Linked DNA regions of Sus scrofa: region 1 is linked to region 2. The links are chromatin contacts, called in public Hi-C maps. All regions are on one chromosome and are shown on one strand. Each heading gives the region's core, a stretch centred on a gene start, on an enhancer-like site or on the middle of the called end of the contact. The rest is flanking DNA. Distances are from core to core; before and after follow the strand shown.

Evidence for each region. Hi-C and Micro-C count contacts between places; a contact is called where the count stands out from the background.
Region 1: a contact with region 2 is called in a Hi-C map of alveolar macrophages, with 2.3 times the contacts expected there. The contact joins the promoter of CNPY2 here to the promoter of ZC3H10 in region 2. A contact is called at or near these places in 3 of 5 promoter capture datasets (fetal liver, fetal skeletal muscle and liver), 13 of 47 Hi-C or Micro-C datasets (alveolar macrophages, embryonic fibroblasts, epiblast stem cells and 9 more) and 2 of 2 datasets of contacts at active chromatin or transcription factors (alveolar macrophages and skeletal muscle).

The regions. Positions count from the first base shown.
Region 1 is chr5:21,709,262-21,713,279 of Sscrofa11.1, forward strand. It overlaps CNPY2 (canopy FGF signaling regulator 2), which reads right to left and starts at 2,031. Exons shown (of 6, transcript NM_001185068.1): 1 at 1,511-2,031; 2 at 799-911; 3 at 539-654. The coding sequence starts at 886. PAN2 (PAB-dependent poly(A)-specific ribonuclease subunit PAN2) reads right to left here. Exons shown (of 20, transcript XR_002344302.1): 20 at 2,961-3,648.
Region 2 is chr5:21,504,850-21,508,571 of Sscrofa11.1, forward strand. It overlaps ZC3H10 (zinc finger CCCH domain-containing protein 10), which reads left to right and starts at 1,661. Exons shown (of 6, transcript XM_003126269.6): 1 at 1,661-1,767; 2 at 1,881-1,905; 3 at 2,299-2,321; 4 at 2,591-3,438.

The DNA of each region.
Region 1 (4,018 bases), core at 781-3,280, 200 kb after region 2:
ACTGACTTTCTTTTTTGTATGAAAATGAGACTAATACCTACCCTTAAGAAAGAACACTGAGAGGTAGCATAGGCTTTGAGGATAACAACTGTTAAAGCATTTCACAAGCATTCATGACCTTAACCTTTCTCAAGTGCTCACTAGATACAGCTTTGTGTCTGTGTGTTATATTTCAACTAAAGTAAATTTCCTAAATATAAGGATAAGTTTCCCCGCCCCCCCCAAATGTTTTTATGTATGCTGCCATAGTAAAAACACAAGTCATAAAGATTAAGGATGTGGAGAAGGGGGTTGGTCAAGGTTCCCTCTCTGCTAAAACTTCTATACCAAAAAAAAATTATTAGGTTTGGAGCCAGGAGGCAAATGCATAAGGGTATAAACCTTCAACCTCCTCCAAATGAGACAGCCCAATCTTTTAGATGCCTCTGTGGGTCAATGTTTTCTTCATTTCTATCAAACTATGGTCCTTCTTAATTAGTTGAGTTTCTCCTTCAAAGTTAGAGTGAGTTATTTTATTCGGGGGAATAGTCACAGTTACCTCCACCACTGACTGGCTGCCATCTGGATTGATTCGGAAAGAGCCCATCTGAATGGTCTTCTTGGGATCCACCTGAGCAATTTCCCACTCTAGTTCATCCACCAGAGCCCTGCAAGCTGGTGCAAGTGGAGGGAGAGGGGGAGAAAGGAATCAACCCAGGGATTTCCACTCATCCTTTTCTCGGGCCTTGGATTCCTTGCCCTCCCAAGGCTCTATCATCCCCACCTCCCTTCCTCCCATTTCTTCTTTTGTGCCTTTACCTCCACAGTGTAGATCTTGGCTCCTTCGAGCCCAGGCAGTTCCCAGCAGGGCCCCTAGAAGCAGGGCCAGCCAACCCCAGCCTTTCATCTTTAGCGCAATGGGGTTGCTCCACCTGGGTTTGGAATGGAATAAAGCATAGGTGTGAGGAGACAGCTCCATTTCTCCCCGTCCTCCGACCACCCCCCCCCCACCTCCCCTCCCAAGGCCTACAAAGGGCTCAGTGTGATCTGGCTCCACTTTCCAGGAAATGGCCCGGACACAAAGGAGCTCCTCTGTTCCGGCGTTCGAGCAACCGGAATCCCCGGGGGCGGTGGGTAAAGAGCGCAAACTCGGGACTTGGGGCTTAGCCCCAGACACTACGTGGGCAAGTGAGGCCTTAGATGTTGGTACTTAAGCTTCGGCTGCCTACGATTCATAGGGCTATGTGGATGACGGCTATGGGTCTGTGGCTGGCGATCAGGCAAGGACGACAAGCAGAGGAGCTGCTGGCAAGGAGTAGCTGATTCTGGCCAGGAGGTAGCGAGGTGGCTGGCTGGCAAGAAAAAGCATTCAATAACTAGGGCCTATTTGAAGCCAGCATCAAAGACTGCTGCATCCCACCTCCAGCCTATAGACTATTCCCTGTACGGACCAGCCCCCTTTCTAAAGACCCCGCCATTGCTTTCGCTCCAGTCCAACCCCGACCCTCACTGCCACTCGCGTCCGTCCCACCTCTGCTCCCAGGGCCGCCGCGGTGGCCCAGGCGCTGGAATACAGCCGGACTCTCACTTTTGCTCTCAAACCTAGCACCTGGCTGCGGGAGCGCGGGGCTGTCCAAGCTTCTCCAGAGCGCTCCTGCACTTTCTAGACACGGGGTGCCCCAGCGACTGCCTGAGCCAGCTTTTCCGACCCTAAGTGGACGCCTGCCTAATCAGGGCCCAGATGCGCTGCGGTAAGAATCCCACCCTAGAGACCGACCCCAAACCCGCCCCTCCAAACTCTCGCGCGAACAGGCAGCGTAGGAGCGGCTCTCAGGCAGCGAGGACCCCAGCGGATTGCAGGACCCAGACTTGCGTGGCGAGCAGTTCCACGTGACCACCAGGGGTCAGCCGAGGAATAGGAGTGGCTAGAAGCAAGGACAGAGCCCGACGTGGTGCACCGAGGCCCTCAGGCTCGCGCATGGCAGTCTAGATGGGTTCGAGCCTTCAAAAAGAAAGGTGCGCTGCTAGCTAGTAAGAAGCCCAGGTTTCAATGCCCGGGAAACTGCATCTCCCAGGAAGCACCGCGGCACCACACAGGCTCTTTGCTGGTAGCCAAAGATCAGATATCCTGGGACCTGTAGTTTGTAAGGTTCTCCAAATTCCCTTTCATACATTTAATAGGGAAATCATAATGCACCTCTTAAAAGAACCCAACCTTAGGGTGCTGGGCAGCCACAGCAAAGACCAAACACTGCCCATATAGACCTAATTATACTCCTCCAATATCCTTAATTTTTTCTAAGATTTTTTTTTTTTTTTTTTTTTTTTTTTTTGCTTTTAGGGCTGCATCTGTGGCATATGGAAGTTCCCAAGCTAGGGGTTGAACTGGAGCTTCAGCTGCTGGTTTACACCACAGCCATGGCAACTCAGAATTGGAACCACGTCTACAACCTACACCACAGCTCATGGCAACGCTGGATCCTTAACCCACTGAGCGAAACTAGGGATCAAACATGCATCCTCATGGATCCTAGTTGGGTTCGTTACCTCTGAGCCACAATGGGAACTCCCAATATTCTTAATTTTGGACTCTAGAGCTTTATCTTCACTTCTAGGTGGGAATTTGAAAGCCTTAGTTTTTTCTTTTTTCTTGTCTTTTTGCCATTTCTTGGGCCGCTCCTGCGGCATGTGGAGGTTCCCAGGCTAGGGGTCCAATCGGAGCTGTAGCTGCCAGCCTATGCCAGAGCCACAGCAACATGGGATCCGAGCCGCGTCTGCCACCTACACCACAGCTCATGGCAACGCCGGATCGTTAACCCACTGAGCAAGGGCAGGGATCGAACCCGCTACCTCATGGTTCCTAGTTGGATTTGTTAACCACTGCGCCACGACGGGAACTTCCAAGTTTTTTCTGATTGTAATAGAAAGCCAACACAAAGGAAGGGAGGACTGAAGTCAGAGTACCCCACACTCAGATGTTCCTAATGAAATAGATGACACCCAATATTTTTCGTTTTTATTTTATAAAACATGCAGTTTAAAACAAAATTTTAAAAAATAACAAGAAAACAAAACTTGGGATGGGAGAGTGGATGGAAGACAGATGCTTCTCAGCTGTCGGCAGAAGTGAAGCCAGCAGCCAAGCTTTGTCTAGGACCCAAAGGCCCTTTTGGCAATGGTGATGTTGGCAACACTAGTTTGCTGGGGCCACCAGACTAAATGCTGGCCCCTCCAGGCAACCCTGAAGCAGAGACCTGAGTTAGGTCTTGAGCTACTACTGTTGTATCCTATCATTGTCTGGGACTAGGAACTGAGAGTTTTGGTTCCAGGAGCTTCTTTGCCTAGGATATTTATTACCCATGTATTTATTAAGAATACTAATTACTTTTCATCTGGGTCAATCCTAGACTGTTGCTGGCCCACTATTTTGCAAAGGATGAAAAAGCAATCTGGCTCCTAGACCCTTTGCAACAATTCTCCTGCATTCCAGTTCTATTAATAATAGCACCATCTGTAGACCCTGAGCAGGTCCAATTCTGGAAGTAGGGTATAGCCAACTTGGGAAGCCATCTCCCAGTTCTGGGGCCACAGAACATTGAAGGGAGAGAGAACTGTTCACTGGGAAAGGGTGAGGTCAGAGCGCCAGCACTGAAGAGAAGACAGCTGCATCTGTCAGAAACAAAACCAAAAGCATTGACTCTTAAGGTACCTGGAAAAAAGCACCTGGGACACTTTTTTTTCTTTTCCTTTTAGGGCTGCATCCGAGGCATATGGAAGTTCCCAGGCTAGGGGTCAAACTGGAGCTGCAGCTGCTGGCCAACCCCACAGCAACAGCAATGTGGGGTCCAAGCCGCGTCTATGGCCTACACCACAGCTCATGGCAATGCTGGATCATTAACCCACTGAGTGAGGCCAGGGATTGAACCTGTGTCCTAGTGGATGCTAGTCAGATTGTTTCCACTGTGCCATGACAGGAACTCCCAATAGAGACTTTGAATCAACTGTTAAGTGCTTTACAGTACAAATATACGGTTGGGTG
Region 2 (3,722 bases), core at 411-2,910:
CCTTTATCCCTTGTGCTGGGCCAGGGCTTGAACCTGCATCCCAGCTCTCCCAAGACGCCACCAATCCCACTGTGCCACAGAGGAAACTTTTTTTTTTTTTTAATGCATGCACCAGCGGCATATATAAATTCCTGGGCCAGGGATTGATTCCAAGCCACAGCTGCAGCAATTCTGGATCCTTTAATCCTCACCCAGGGATGGAACCTGGATCTTTGCAGCAACCTGATCTGCTGTTGCTTTTTTTTTTTTTTTTTTGTCTTTTTGCCACTTCTTGGGCGGCTCCTGCAGCATACGGAGGTTCCAAGGCTAGGGGTCTAATCGGAGCTGTAGCTGCCAGCCTACGCCAGAGCCACAGCAACGCAGGATCCGAGCTGCGTCTGCGACCTACACCACAGCTCACAGCAACGCCGGATCGTTAACCCACTGAGCAAGGGCAGGGACCGAACCCGCAACCTCATGGTTCCTACTCGGATTCGTTAACCACTGCGCCACGACAGGAACTCCCGCTGTTGGATTCTTAACCCACTGCACTGGGGCAGGAACTCTTAGGGTTTTTATTTTTGTTTTCAAAAACTTATTCCATTCTAGGAGCTCCCCTGGTGGTGCAGTGGGTTAAGGATCTGGCGTTGTCACTGCAGTGGCTCAGGTCGCTGCTGTGGCCTGCCTGGCCTAGGAACTTCAACTTTTGCATGCAGTGGGCGGGGCCAAAAAACCAAAAACTTACATTCTGATGGAGATAATACTAAAACCACCTAAGCACTTGGAACAAGGGTCCTAAATTTAGATATTTTTTTTTCCAGAGCTAAAAAGGGGAAAGGTTATAAAAGGAAACCACTAAAAAAAAAGGATTATAATAAGCCTTTACTGTATTTTACAGTGAATAAGGCGAAGTCTGCATGATTAAAGGTTCCCTTTCATCCTAACTCAAGTTTCCTGTAACCAAATCTTTGGGAGTCTTTTTCTGGGTGCTTCTGACCCAATCATACGAGGAGACTGGCAAGTTATCTTACCATCAAATACCATTCTTGTCCTAAAGAAATGTCTAGCCGATCCTAGCTAGCTTCCCTTCTGTTCTTTGATTTGATCTTCACGTTGTGTAGAGGGAGAATCACTTAAGTATATTCTAAGCCAGATGCTTTGTGGCCAGGAATCTAGTGACATTCTGCCTCAGGCGTTGGAGTTGGCTAGAAAAAGAGTTGATCTATCTTAAATAGTGCCAAAGGTCTCTGTAGTATGACAAGCTTTCTCGACTCCCCACTTTACATCCTTCCACGTTCTGGAATCTTAGAACCTTTGGAAGTTCCGAAATAGAATCTCCCTGCAGCAACTTAGGTTCAGAACATAAGGCAAACCAGTTTTTGTAAACTCTGCATCTATCCACAGTAAAATGGAGGGTGTCGCCGGGAAACTGCAACTCCCATGAAGCAATGAGAGGGAAGACGGAAGTCACTAACCTACGCTTTTCTGCACTTCTGGGTCTCTTACTGGAAATACATGCTCATATTTAAATAATATAGTATCCTTATAATAAAACCTGGGGAAGGGAAATTTTGTAACTCACACTCAAAATAGTCTATTTTCCAAGAGAACTGTCCCAACTCAAACACTTACCACGAACCCAAAGGGCCAAAAGCTATTGTTATTACCCTCCCGCAGCCCCGCCCCTGGGGGCAGGGCGAGACCACGGAAGTGACGACACCGAGCATTGCATTAAATATCCGTAGGCGGGCCCCTAGCGCTCTCTCGGCCTTAGCGCCATCTTCTGAGGTGAGTCTCGGTTTGGGCTCTCTCCGGTTCCGAGTACAATCCGTAAACATCTGATCTCTGCGATTGCCATCATTACAGCGAACTAACTGTAGACTTTTTTTCTTTACCCGTAGAAACCTCCGCGCCATGAGAGCGAAGGTAAGCAGTCCCCGTTAGTGAGCTGAGGCTCTAAGAATTGGCAGTTGCAGGGGAGACCCAGGCAAGGGAAGTCCGCCATCGTTCTCGGATCGCTAGGTTCTCAAGGGTGCCCAAGAGCTGGTGGGACAGGGAGGATAGTTTGGGGAGAAGCAGAAGCTGGGAGTTAAGTGGGGGTGGAGAGCGGGAATAGGATAGCGCATGCGGGATTGGGGTTTTACAGCGGGGATCCGGGTGGGAGTCCAAGTTGTTGATGTGATTACTGCGACTAAGTCCTCCTAAGTGGTTAAACCTGTCTGGTTAAAAATTACACTATTTATATTCCTCCCTAAACTCGTTGCTACAACTAATGATATCTCGTTTTATTCTCTGCTTCTGGTTGTGATCGGTTGACAGTGGAGGAAGAAGCGAATGCGCAGGTATGCTGAGACTGCAAGTACAGGGTGGGGGAACTGGAGCACACCTTGGGCGAAGCTTGGGAGGAACATTTGGTTTAGAAATCTAAACAGCTTAAGATGAAAAACATGAGCATTGACTTGGCAAAACCAGGGATTGGACACAAGAGGATAGAACCGTAGTGTTCGTTGATTTTTTTTACCCACCCCTTGTATGGTATGCACATTTTAGATGGGAGGGAAAGAAGATTGGGTTTGTGGGCAGGAGGTGCATTCTCGTGTCTGGTTTTCAGGCTGAAGCGCAAAAGAAGAAAGATGAGGCAGAGGTCCAAGTAAACTTGTACACCGTGGAAGCCACAGGAGCAGAAACGAAATCCCAGAGGCCAGGGACGTTGGTACAATTTGTTGGACTGCATGCCTTCTGTCTAGAACTTGTCTCAATGGATCTATAACAACTTTTCGCCGTTCTGATCGCCTGGACCACTCTGAGACCCACCTTGCTCATATCAAAATGGTCCCTTTTGGTTTTTTGCCCTGGACCTGTGACTTTCTGGACTAGTTCTGTTCTCAGTTGTGGCTGAATGTAACACGTGTACAATAAATTATCTGCTGTTTTAGCTGAAGAAAAAAAGTCATCTTGTCTGTTGATGTGGTTTTTATGGTTCATTGGCTGGGGTGTTCTGTATGAGTACTCGCTTTAGAGAATATCTACACTGAGTCGGGGGTGCGGGCCCCGCCCCTGGCCGACTGGTTCTGGACCCTGGGAGTTGCTGGAGTGTTGGGTGGCTCTTATTTCCTGGAAAGGGCGTTACACACGTCAGGGACCGCTTTCAAGTTGATTTCGCCGGCGTGTGGGCAAACAGTTCCGCTCATCGTCCGAAAGGGCTACATTTGCTACGTCCCGCGCTTGGGGCTCTTTGCTGTGCTGTTGGGTCCGGTTGCCATGGTGACACGCAAAGCCTGCTGGGAACTTCCTGCGGCTAATCGCGCAAGTGCTTCGTGAGCCATAGAGTATAGTTCCGGGTCTGGCGGCTAGAGCGTCATTTCTTCCGCAGGAAGCGGAAGGGCGATAGGGTAGGCGGCTCTTTGTCGAAGCTAGAGGACCGGCAGGCGGCAGCAGCAACTACGGCGGCGGCGGCAGGTGAGGGAGGCGGGAGACTTAGGTGGAGGCCGCGCCCGGAGGGGAGGAGTCGGGGCCGGCCCAGCGGCTGGGCTCGGCCGGGCTACACAAGGCCCCCCAGGACTGAGTTTCCTCTGCCTCACGTCCTAGGGCTGAACCCCTTTTCTGACTGACCCCGCTTTGCGAGCAAACGCCAGCTCCGTGACGTCACAGCCCTGCCCATCCCCTCAGCCTCATGTCACCTGGAGTCCCCCTCCCCGCTTCACTTCGTGCTCCTCTAGTGTCCTGTTCACCTGGTCCCCGGC